Linked DNA regions of Bombyx mori: region 1 is linked to region 2. The links are chromatin contacts, called in public Hi-C maps. All regions are on one chromosome and are shown on one strand. The core of a region is the stretch at or near the end of the contact, and the rest is flanking DNA. Distances in the headings are between cores, read along the strand shown.

What was found. A called contact is a pair of places that touch in the nucleus more often than the background predicts.
Region 1: a contact with region 2 is called in a Hi-C map of whole pupa, with 2.4 times the contacts expected there. The contact joins the promoter of LOC101745779 here to the enhancer-like site in region 2. A contact is called at or near these places in 2 of 7 Hi-C or Micro-C datasets (an unstated tissue and whole pupa).

What each region holds. Positions count from the first base shown.
Region 1 is chr8:9,313,764-9,316,512 of ASM3026992v2, forward strand. It overlaps LOC101745779 (dorsal-ventral patterning protein Sog), which reads right to left and starts at 1,326. Exons shown (of 16, transcript XM_012695533.4): 1 at 911-1,326. The coding sequence starts at 1,025.
Region 2 is chr8:9,272,795-9,275,551 of ASM3026992v2, forward strand. The region is part of intron 1 of LOC101745779 (dorsal-ventral patterning protein Sog); the gene reads right to left. Among protein-coding and RNA genes, the nearest start is that of LOC101745779, 41 kb to the right of the region's middle. Within about 2 kb of position 1,332, at least 8 of the 8 cell types and tissues checked have open chromatin away from gene starts, as enhancers often do.

The sequences.
Region 1 (2,749 bases), core at 76-2,575, 41 kb after region 2:
TTTGCTCTCGGTCTGGGTGTTCAATATGTATATGTGAATTTATTTAAACGTGTATAACTATATATATCTGTCTCTGGTATCTATAGTACAGGGAACCCTAGTTTGGGTACAGATGACCGGTATCCTGACTGGACATCGACTATTATATAATTAGTGAAATAGTGACATCTCTAAGCATCCGATATCACTCAACATCAGATTAACCATGAGCTTTATCATAAAAGTCAACAAAAAAAATTTATAAATTAATAGCTATAATATCTGCTTTTATTCATTTAGTCAGAGTATACTTTATTACACACCTAAACAAAAACATTGAATATCAACACAAGAATAAACATAAAACGTACTTCCAGATTGTATTTTTTTATTCTTAAATATTTTCACAGCCACTGCCCACTGATCTCCTGTCACTACAACAGAATCTGATAATAATCTATCGAACTTATACATGATCTCGAAAGTCTTTGCCCGATAACGATTAGATATTTCTTCCTACTAAAATAGATTCCCTCGACGAAGCTCTACATTTGTTGATATTGCCATAATGAGTGTGACTTTGTTTTTATTTCCTATCATTCCCGTAACAAACAGTTTTAGAGCGTCAAATAAGAAATACTTAAAACGATTTTTGCAAATTCAACGACAACATTTACTACACCTCGTAAATGTACAGGTTGATGTAATTGATCCAGTCGCTCTAGACCGGTGCATAAATTTCAGAATGCAATTATTTACATACATAAACACACGTGCGCGTCTTTACGCGCATGCCGTTCTATGCGAAGCGTAATTAATGCCGCCTGTTTGAATGTGCACTGTTGTAGATTAGTAGCAGTACATCGATGTATACATAAATGCCTCGGGAGCATTGGATGATTATCTTTGGCAGCGTTAGAGATGCACTCACCGGCGGTTCGAGCGGTACGACGGGCGGGCTCGTCTTCGCGCAGGTAAGGCGCATGACGGCGTGCTGCAGCCGGGGCCAGAGCCGCTAACGTGAGCACCAACAGCGCCGGCAGCATGGCGCCGCTCTCACACTAGTATCTCACCGGGATCTGATCGTTTCCCGGCCACGAGCTCACTATTTTGGACGCGCGCAGTTCGTACAACAAGCGATGCAACGAGCGCGAGTTCGCGATTGTGGCGCACACTGGCAGGCGTCGTTATAGCGCGACGGCTGAACCGGACTGAGTCGGACGACGCGCGATTTCCCGGCTCTTGCGGCGAGGGGACCGGCGCGCCCCTCGTGGAAATCGCAACGCGCGATACGCCTGGGGAAAATGCAGCGTCGCTATCCGCCCGCCCCACCCGCCGCCTCCCGCACACCTAACATCAAAATATGTGCATTATTACCATCGCAACTCGTGAAACAAATTTAAATATCTCCGTATGCTTAATAATAATTATTGAACCATCGAGTTTTTATTGAAAAGTTTTTTTGAGGTGTTTTAACTGAGGATTACAATAAACTACAACTTTTGAGTCAATCAAGCATAATTTTTTTGCATACTGCAACTGTTTTGTGATATACGTTTTCGGATCTGCGAGATTTAAAATGTTTGTAACTTAAACTGTGAATATTAAAAAGAAACACTGAAGCACAGTTCAGGTTTTCAGCTCTACCTGTAAGAACTTTTGTGCGCTTAAACAGGTTTTCCACTGTATCACAAAGTTAATTTTCACTACCGTGGATGTGCGACCAAACTTACAGCCAATCTGATGTTAAGTGGCTACCGACCGTAGACATCATAAAAGTAATGTCCGGCTCATCTTGAGACCTGGGTGCTTAGTGCGAGTTTTTTAACGTTCTCGATAGCGTAAAAGTTAGCTCATATTTGTATCGAATGGGATCGTTTGCGTACGTTTGCCGCTAGAGGCGCTGTTCCAACTGCATACAAAATTGGGTTAACTTTTACGCTATCGAGGACGTTAAGAAACTCGCACTAAGGACACTGTTGTCGAAGTTTTTAATGTACTGCAAGACAACTGCTTCAAGGTAATCGCCACATGACCCCTACCATCAGTAATTATGTTTCTTTTTGGCGATTTTTATTTTTATAACACGATGATTTCCTGCGTAGCGGTCGTTTGTGGAAATCTATTATATTTATAAGTACTCTCAGGGAGTTTTGAACTTATCTAACGCATTTTACGATCGCATTACTCGATTGCGCAGGGCGTTTTTCCCATTACAAAATCTCTCCAAAACAGTATTTTTACAAACTATGTACTTCCAAAATAACTGACGTTTTTGACTAACTACATTAAAATAAATGATCCCATCTGACACTCACTGATTTTATGCACTAGTTTGTTTGATATTTAGCTTGATACGCGGCTCAGTTGGCAGAGATATATTTAGGGATAGTCAGGGGTAGTTTCTGTTGAAATAATGGACTATCCTAAATAAAATTCAAACTTCATAAATATTTAAGGACTGTTCGTGGATCTCTAAATATTTTAAAATGGTTTTTTTTTTATTGCTTATATGGGTGGACGAGCTCACAGCCCACCTGATGTTAAGTGGTTACTGGAGCCCATAGACATTTACAACGCAAATGCGCCACCCACCTTGAGATATAAGTTCTAAGGTCTCAGTATAGTTACAACGGCTGCCCCACCCTTCAAGCCGAAACGCATTACTGCTTCACGGCAGAAATAGGCGGGGTGGTGATACCTACCCGTGCGGACTCACATGAGGTCCTACCACCAGTAAAATGGTTATATATACCTACATTTTTGTACA
Region 2 (2,757 bases), core at 82-2,581:
TTTTCCTTTGATGTGTCCCCCGTCGAACGGATTCCTTTTGTCTTTTATTTATCGATTGAGGCACTACGAAGTCTGCCGGGTCAGTTAGTTAATAATATTAATCTTGACCGTAAAAAATCTAGGAATCTCGATTATCCGATTCTGTCTTAATTGAAATAATATATGGTTCAATTAGATCAAAAAAAGTTCGTGGGCGATTTCCATGACATTTTTTTTAATAAATGCGACGACGAATTGATTGTATGTATTTCTTTTTTACACATTTTTTCATCTGTCGCTTCTATTTTATCGTCGTATGCTGACTCAACGGCTGGGATAGTATTTACTATATTTATAGTGCACTTTCTATATAAAAAAAATGATATATTTAGTTGCCTAGATGATAGATACATAAATGTAAACTAGTATGAATTCGCGCATACCTACCTACTTAAATTTAAAAGTTATTTTAAATCATTATTTCGCTATAGAATATACATATGTGAATGTAGCGATGAAATACATTGTAATTACTTCAATGTTGAGAATGAATGGAAAAGTGCGTTAATTATTCATACTTTAATTAGAGTTTCGGTTCGGCATTAATTATTTGTATGAGCGTCGACAAAAGAATTGCAAGAAGACAATGGGTCGCGTGTCCTGTCTTCGTACGTACGCCTACACTTATCAAATACCGCCTTACATCCAACAAAGTTATCAATCAGACGACAGGAATGCAAATTTTAATTGTGGCCGGAGCGATTCGTTGTCGCGCGATATTACGAACGCAATTTATTTGCACGGTGCGCATGCGCCGCGGGGCGGGGCGCCGCGCACGCACTGCACTATGGAGGGAGACAACCGCCAATTATGAATAAACAAGCTACACTACTATGTTAATAAGACTTTAGATTTTTCCTCTAGCGATTTCACCAAGCAACCACGCTCATTAATAGTTTCGTTATTCCGTTATCGGTCCTCGTAGAAAGCATCATGACTGGCATTTGCCTGTGTGCGTATCAGCAATTGCACATTTGCATGGCGCCCGAGACTAGTACTCATCTCAAGCTACGCATGCGAATACCCGATTTAGCACCAATAATCCGCACACATCTGGCATTTACTGAAAATGTCATCGCTTTCTGCACTTTGTACGTTATTTTATATCAACATTATCCGTTTCATTCGTTTACCATTAAAATATATACACACTCTGTATAAATTTTACTTTGAATTGTGGTATTTTCTTGATTCTCTGATTTGTAAAAGTCGTTTTGTAGGTATTCATATCTTATGCCACGTACGTTAGCCGGTGAGTAGTGAGTGCGGCAGTAACGCGATCGTAAACATGTTTACAGTTCAAGTCGAGTAATGCATATAAACACACAACATTGTAACAAAGTATGACACTGTGATGATAAACATTAATTCACAAACGCATTTAAATGTAAAAATGCACTCGCCGCAAGGAATTCTCGAAGTTTCGTCATATTAAAATCACAATAAACTTGAGTAGGTAATGCAGGCATAACGTATAAAGTTCATTGATTTCAAAGGTGACATTTACTGCCTACCATTACTTAGTGGCATTTATTAATAGACGATTTCACATCGCGATAAACTGTAGCTGTGTCTGTAACAGTCACTGACTATTGGGCTTCTCAATTCATGTTATTTTAATGCTCTTTATAGGCAGAGGTCGCGGCCCACCGGTTATTAAGTGATTACCGGACATGGAGACGCATCGCCACCCACAAAGCATGAAATCGAAATCTCAATCGTATTTCTGTACCTTTTCGAACAACAACGAAGCTACTTTTTTTTTATTGCCTATAAGGATGGACGAGCTCACAGGCGAGCTTACTGGTAGTAGGAATTCCTGTCCGCACGGGTAGGTACCACCACCCCGCCTATTTTTGCCGTGAAGCAGTAATGCGTTTCGGCTTGAAGGGTCGGGCTGCCGTTGTTACTATACTGAGACCTTAGAACTTATATCTTAACGTGGGTGACGCATTTACTTATAATATAATAATAATCGATGTCAAGTCACACCCGGTCATAAGGCCCCAAACTAGGACCTTTACTATGGAAACTAGATCCATACTTATATAAATTACATACATATATAGATACTAAATACCCAGATAAAGAGAAAACGGACCAGTTCATCAGACAAATGTTTGCCCGACGTCGAAATCGAACCGGCGTCCTTCGTCACAGCAATCCGGCTAACCACCGAATCAGACTAGTCATGATCATATTTATCACTTATTTAATTTAAGATATTACGAAAATTTATTAATTTCGCGCTTTGACACGCTCATAACACGATTTCATACTTCATCGATTTATTAAATACGTCGTACATAATATTTCAATGTGAAAATGTTTCTAGAATAAATACGAAACGGGGATACGGTCATGTAAATTTATTTGTGGAATGTAAACGTATGAAAAAAAACGGAGGGCGAGACGACGGTTGGCCAGACGCGGCCACGGCTCCATTTTCTCCGCTAAATATAATTTTACTCGATCATTTAATTATATAGTGATTAATAGACGAGAGTGGGAATGCCAACGCTAATAAAACACAATACGGTGCACACTATTTATGTTCTATTCGATTAATAAATGAACTGTTTCAACTCTGGGTACATACGATCTCAGCGTTCCCAACGTCGAATTATTAAGTAAACCCAACGAACATTGCATACAAATTGGAGACGTCATCTCGTAGAAGACAGGGATGTTATTCACATATCCGATACACAATTACAC